2 separate regions of the Mus musculus genome follow, and region 2 is linked to region 1. The links are chromatin contacts, called in public Micro-C maps. All regions are on one chromosome and are shown on one strand. The core of a region is the stretch at or near the end of the contact, and the rest is flanking DNA. Distances in the headings are between cores, read along the strand shown.

Evidence for each region. A called contact is a pair of places that touch in the nucleus more often than the background predicts.
Region 2: a Micro-C map of granulosa cells shows a contact between it and region 1, with 3 times the contacts expected there. The contact joins the enhancer-like site here to the promoter of Prlr in region 1. A contact is called at or near these places in 1 of 39 promoter capture datasets (macrophages), 7 of 484 Hi-C or Micro-C datasets (granulosa cells, liver and nephron progenitors), 2 of 115 datasets of contacts at active chromatin or transcription factors (both in liver) and 4 of 9 other capture datasets (adipose tissue, embryonic stem cells, liver and 1 more).

What each region holds. Positions count from the first base shown.
Region 1 is chr15:10,175,835-10,179,237 of GRCm38.p6, forward strand. Prlr (prolactin receptor) reads left to right here and starts at 1,404. Exons shown (of 10, transcript NM_011169.5): 1 at 1,404-2,037.
Region 2 is chr15:10,209,175-10,212,723 of GRCm38.p6, forward strand. The region is part of intron 1 of Prlr (prolactin receptor); the gene reads left to right. Among named protein-coding and RNA genes, the nearest start is that of Gm41268, 8.3 kb to the left of the region's middle. Within about 2 kb of position 2,242, at least 12 of the 459 cell types and tissues checked have an H3K27ac peak or open chromatin away from gene starts, as enhancers often do. A contact at or near this core is called in granulosa cells and liver, where this site is marked.

The DNA of each region.
Region 1 (3,403 bases), core at 154-2,653:
GAAATTTACGACTGTGAACGCCTGCCTGTGGCTTGGGGTCAGGGTATATGCTGCACAGCAAAGCAGAAAGCCATGACCTTCTCTCCAAATAGCATGTGGATTAGTCACTTACCCTGTTCTGGAACCTACTTCTGCTGTGCAGCAGGAACGCAGACGTCTAGGAACCACAAGGAAATCGAACAGTTTTCCATTGCCAAAGGTGATTCTCCCTCTCTTCTCATTATCTGTTAGAATAGTCAAGGAAAATTACACTTTACTGAGTAACCCCCAGCCTTTCAAAGGTCACACAGGAATATAATCACTAACCTCTGGTGGTTCACGATGGTTTAGACACTTTAATAATATGATGATCTACCTACACGGGCATCCTGTTAAGTTTTGTGCTAGATAATTTCCCCCAAATTCAGTCAAATATACAAGTTCTAAGCATATCTGATAGGCAAGACAAGGCTAGATTATGATGTTCAACAGGTGTTTTTATTCTTTTTTTTTTCTTAAAATATCTTAAACTTAACAATGGGTTCATTGTGGTGTAACTTGGCCACTAAGAATGTCTGTATTCTGCCATTGGAGAGGATACTCGTTAGTTTTGAAAATGAACGGGCACTGTATTATACACTCTCAAAGGTAATTGTGAGCAATGGTCCACCTCAGCCACCAGAAGCCGGCATAGTCTGTGCACAGCAGATACACACCCCACAGCCTCTGAAAACCAGGGGTAGATCATGGTTTATCTTGTGCAGGTCATGTGTGAACGCCTCTTCTAATGCAAGAGAATCGCCTAAACGTCATGGGATTTCCAGCAGCTTCCTGCAGTGTGGCAGAAAGCCATTAACGAATGTGATTTGCCAGTTATTGTAAAGTGTCAATCAAATCAGAGGAAGAAAAAGCAATGTTTCAATGATTAAAAAAAATATTCAATAGCTTGTTCAAAATAACCACCCATCGTGGCCCTCTAACTTACCTAACAACGGGACACAGTGTTAATCAATGGCATCACTTACCTGTTCAGAGATAACTATTTGATCCAAGTAGCTATTGGTATTTGTTGTTTTAATAGTTTATTTTCAAGAGAACATAGGGAGGGGTGCAAGAGGAAAAGCAGTGTTTTGTTAATACCAAAGACATAATATAAAACAACCCTCAGATGGTGCAGCTTATTTGAGGAGGTACATTCTGCATTTGCGGAAAGGAGCCGACTCGTGGGTTGCTGAGGATGTTGGTGTATCTACTATTTTGATGTGGCTGAGCATAAAGTAGAGCCCTGGAAGTTCTGCTGTGTTAAAAAATAGAAAGCAACGCGTCCTTTAAGGGTCCCTGTTTATTCTTCCTCGACCACTTTCCTCTGACTCCTCCTCCTTCCCAGGGAAGGTGTGATTCCAATCCCTAGAGCCCCCTCAAGTATTGTCAAGCGGCTGGCTGCTGGGTGTTGCTTGCTGGGAAGTACGGAAAGAAATTTGACACCGAATCTCATCTTGGCTACTGGGAGAAATACCATCTTTGAGGTCACAGGACTTAAAGGACATTTCTATTATTGTTTTGTCTCTTTACTGGTAGTCTTGATGGAAGAAGGTCCCCTGATCATGCGAAACGGATCCGGGAGAAATCAGACATTACCTTGTCCACCTTTTCTCTGCATTCTGATTCCCCCAACTATCTCCGTCACCTTATAAAACTGGCAGGCTCTGGACCTTTTGCACGCTGGAGAAAAATCACTGTTTTGCCTCCAGCAAGGAACATGCATGTTGCAACACTGACTCCTCCTCTAGTGAAGAAAGAGTGAACAAGTGCACCGAGTTGAGCTTCTTCTCAGAGACACGCGGCTGGCGACGGCAGAGCAGAGGCTAAAATCCCCAGACTGCCGGGTCTTCTGAGCTGGGCTTTCCCCGCCTTCCTGCTCTGTCTCACTCACTCCTCTCCTGCGTTCTGGATTTTACACGGGGCTCAGGAAACAGCTTTACCTGTCACTGAAAAAGCTCGCGTTCTTTGCAAGAAGTGCTCAATCCCTGGTATGGCAGACTTTTCTCTCCAGCAGAAGTGAGTACCCATGTCAGACAAGGCTGTGCGTGGCCAGGGGTGGTGCGGGCGGGCGCTCTCCAGGGCCGCGGGTTCGAGGCCGCGAGTGGGAGTGGAACAGTTGGCTGCAGGCGCGGACAGCTTAGGGAAATGCCAGCTAGCTGCCAGAGCCCGCGGGCGCGAGGAAACCCCATCCCGTGCTGTGAGCGTGCCTGAAGCCAAACCTTGGTGTCCCTTTCGAGAAAAGCTAAATATATGCCAAGGGGCTTGGCCACCCACCCCAGCTTTTACAACTGCTCTCGGTGTGTTTTAAAATAAACCCTGCAAGCGCGCCCTTGCGAATGAGTTTCGGTGGTGTGATGGTGGGGTTGCAGGTGGTTTGTGTCGAAATGAAAAGCTGGGGAGATAGCGGGGAGGCTGAATGGGCTGGGGCAGGAGACGTGGTGGCAGCTAACTTGGGCAGTCTCCTGCCGGCTGCACAGCTGGGTGCCAGGTGAAGAGACAGTCACCTGAGCTCCCACCCCCACTCCCTAAGGCAGCTAAGCGGAGTCTGGGCAGTGTGCTAGGAATTCAGGCCCTAGGGGTAGAAGCAAGGACACACTGCTGGAGCAAAGATCATGGGATCAGGGGACAGAGGGGATAGCCTCCCAGAACCCAGACTCTTAATGCTGAGGCAGGGGGAGGCAAGGGCTGTAGTTGTGTAGAAAAATATCCTGTTAGTGACCTCTACCTGTGTGGTAGGGAAGCAACCCACGTTCCCTTAATAACAAGCAACTTGGGGTTTTCTGTGATCGAACTTGAAAATGTTTGCAACCTGTTATTAATGTCACGGGGGGGGGGGTCGGGGGGGAGCGTCCTTTAATCTTCATTCATGGAATTGGCTGGGAAAGATTTCCCACCGGAGTGTCTTGACCAATCCTAGCTCTGCCTCCCGTGGCACTACAATCGTGGGAGTTCACCTTCTCCTGGCCTCAGTTTACTGTGTGTACATTTAGGGAAACTGATCATTCTTGCTACAAGTGCTGAATGGAACAGAGGTGCTGAGTAGAGCAGAAACCGGAATATTTTGATTTTTTGTTTCAGTGGCGTTTTGTTTTTTTTTTTCTCAAAGTGATTTCTTCGCAAATCGATCCCTTTTGAGAAGCGATTGTGAGTTATTTCCCCAGGGTGGAAACTGTACTTAGGGAACAGATGAAGAATTTTTAAGGACACCCCTTGTTGTCCATGCCAGAAAACCCCTTGTCTTTGAGGATGCTGCATCAGGACGCATCTCACCAAGCTTTTGCTGGCGGCTGTACTGGATGTGGGAGTAGACTGGGAGGGTCTGAAGCAACTGCGCTGTTCAGAGAGATGGCTCGCCTTCCTAGAGCTGCCCACACAGAGATCG
Region 2 (3,549 bases), core at 992-3,491, 34 kb after region 1:
GGTATTTCATCATGAGTTTGTGACTTTCTCTCCTGAAAACAAAAGGGAGGGGGGAATAAAGGAGGAGGAAAGGAAGAAAGAGAAAAGAAGGCAAAGAAAATATCCAATCTCATCAAATGAGATGCTTTTTTTTTTTTTTTTTAGAAAAACAGTATGTTTAACAGTAAGTGTATTTTTAAGAAGCCTTTTTTTCATTATTGGACAAAGCTATGTCGGTCAAGAAATCAGATAGAATCTGTGCTCTAAAACATTCTATATTCTGAGAATGGCAAGTAACACTACTTCACCCTAGAGCAAACAGATAACTGGGTCTGGGGAAGCCTGTGGTCCAGGTATAATTGAGTAACTCTTCTGTCCACAGTCATGAATAATGCAGGAACCCCTACGTATCATGTGCCACCTTGCTAGTAGATAACATAGGACAAACATGTTAAAGATGTTATTGAAAAGCCCTGTGATAGTCCAGTCAGATATCTTTAATTCCCCATTTTACAAGTCAGAGCATGGTGCTCTGGTGGACATGCTAAGGTTCCCACCTCTTCTTGTCATTCCATCCATTCCTTTTGACTGTGCAGCCAGCTAAGGTGACCCCTTGTCCAGTGCCATCTTTATTCTGTCTGTTATCAGAGCTTGATAGGGCTTCAAGGACCCTGGCCAGCCAGAAAAATATATTACGTTTTTTAAAATTCGCACACATTTTTTGGGCTGAAATGGGACAATCCTAATGCTTATTTTTCTTAACAATTTTTAAAGCCATTGTTCCGTTCATATTTACACATCCTTGTGTACGTGTCTGTTTGTGATGGTGGTCACTAAGTGCTTGTTAACTTTGAGGCTTTAGGGTACGGATTTTTAATCTATTGCGACTGGAGAAGCAGCAAAATGTCATAGGAGTTGAAAAACATAAATATTAATTTTCAGTCTCTTTTAGAGATTTGTAATTGCTCTGTATTTGAAAACTTCTTGTGTTATATAATAAGCAGATTTTAGAAAGGTATAAAGGGCAAAACATACACAGGAGACTATATTCCCTTTCTTTTGAAGGCAAGTTTTATTTAAAAAAAATAAACAACATTTTTTCATTTCCCCTAAATTTCATCTTCTTTAAGGTTAATTTGTGGCTACCAAGTGGTACCTTGAAAATGCTCCTCTGACAACCACAGGAGACAGTGAGGGTCATTGCTCTTCCCACATAATGGTACCACAAGGCAGAGCATCACATCTGACGCTCTCAAGAACCAGCAGCTGACTGCCAGCCAAACGTTTTATCTCTTTCACAATCACAGCCACTTTCACACACTTATCTGGAACTGAAAATGTCCCACGATTTTACACTGCCTTGCTGGGGCAAGGGACAGTCAGCAGAGGCTGCACCTTGAGGCAGCTGCTCTTTCCCTCCCTATTTCCTTGTGCTAGGAAGGTCATCGCCTTGGGGTTTGGAACAGCCTCACCTAGGCAGCCTTTTACCAGTGGAGGATGGGCAGCTTAGAGCCCCTTTTCTATGTTTTGTTTTATTTTGTTTTGTTTAGTTTTGTTTTGTTTTTTTGTTTTTACATTACCTTTCCCTTTCTCTGAGTAAGAACTTCCTAGCCAGCTTTTCCTGTGGCCATCTCTGGAAAGGCAAGGGAAACAGCGGCTGGGACTGATAACAACTGTGCAGCTCCTCTGAACTTAGCTGTTGCCCTGGGTTGACAGGAGAAAGGGACTGGCCCATGGAGACAATGAGCTGCTTGTGGGGAGGTCTCAAGCTTCACGCCATCAGCAGGTCGCTGGGCCTCACCATGCTTCTCCAGAGCCTGTCTCAGGAAAGGCATCTGAAATACTGTCAGTGCCGAACACGAATCTCAAAAGGTCAAGTTTATGTTACAAACCAGGGAGGCTTCCACCGTGCAGTACCAAAAGGACAAAGACAAGAAGGGAGAAAATGGGAGCAAAGACCAAGTGGAATGGAACTTAATTGAAACAAAACAGGAAACTAAAAAGATATTCCATTCATCAAACAAAGTATTTTCTGTTTAGAGGTCTGGTGTCTCCTCCTTAACCACACATAACAATAAATATATTAAGTGGCTTGTTTACTAAAGAGAAGCCATGAGGTGAATGGGGCCATAAATTTAAGGTCCTACATCTGAGGAAAGACAGTAGGTTCTAGAAGAAGAGCCTGCTAAGCCCATGCAAGGAAAACCATCATGGCTGCCAGCTACACAGAGGAACTTGGAACAGAGGCAATTCTCCATAGAGTCAAGGGCATCACATAACAGCATCCTGTTTGTTTACTTTGGCAAGCACAAGATGACTTTACTAAGTGATAATCTAAAAAGGCCCAAGGTCAGCTGTGTTAGAGTCAGGAAAAGGATATCTTTGAGGGGCGGGCGGGAGGGAGGCTTCTTAATCTCTTTCTACTCAGCCCTTCGTTCAAGGGGCTCAGGGGATCTTCAAAAAAAACTGGCAGCATTACCAACTTGCTAAGAGATACTGGTGCTACTGTTCTATTATCCGTGCATCCGAAAAGAGGCTACAGGGCATTGTGAAGTGGATAAAACTTGGCCAAATAGAGAAATGCTCCCATCAGCTTCTGCAGAATGGGCAAGTAGTGGGAGCAATCTTTCCCTCTAAGCAACCATTGTGATTGTTGTCCCTTAAACTTGGCAGACTTGGCACTCAAGTCATTGCAGGTCTGTGGAATGTCCTCGAGGAATGATTGCTGCAGAACCCAGGTGTCAAACCCAAGTGGCAAGGAAAGCCTGCCCCTTCCCCTGATGGCACTGTGTGCCAGTCCACACACTTAAGTCACATGCTCTGAAGGGTGACTTAGTGGGAAGTTTCCCTTAGAAGGAGCCTCAGCCTCAGGCCAGGGAGTGTTCCCATGCAGATAGCACCCCCTCAGTTGGCTGGCTTATCTTCAGCTCCCTCCAAGATTAGACCCTTAGGTCCTTCTCTCAAGATCAGAGCAGATAGGAACAGGAGACTGAACTGAACAATCCAAGAAGTGAGAGAAACAGCTGAGTCAGCTACTCACTAGAGCCCTAATTAAGGGCTCATTCCCAGATTAAAGTAATTGGGCCAACCTGGAAATTAGCCCCAAAGAGAGGAGTTGACCATGTCATTAATATTTAGAGATTAAAAAAATAAAAATAATTAAAATTAAAACATCCAAAAACAAAGATTATACTTTCATACATTTCTAAGGAGCATAAAGTATCCTGTATCTCAGGTAAGTGGGAAGGGCCAGCCTTACCTCCTCACCCACTTGAGACTTTTGACTGCTCAGCATGGCATCCATTCAAGTGATTCACACTGAGTGAAAATAAAATAAGCCAAGGCATCAAGGTCAGAGTGAAGTGGTTTCTAAGACCTACACCTCTGTGTTCTTTAAAGAGACATGTGTCCCATTACTTTACGTTAAAATCCTAGACACACGCTATCCTCTCAGTGTTAGGAGAGTGACACAATGATGCTAAATGATGTTCTGTGAATGGGACTAACATCCTCATAAAAGGGGCCCAGAAAATCCTTTCATCTCTGTCTGCCTCTCAATGATACAAGAAG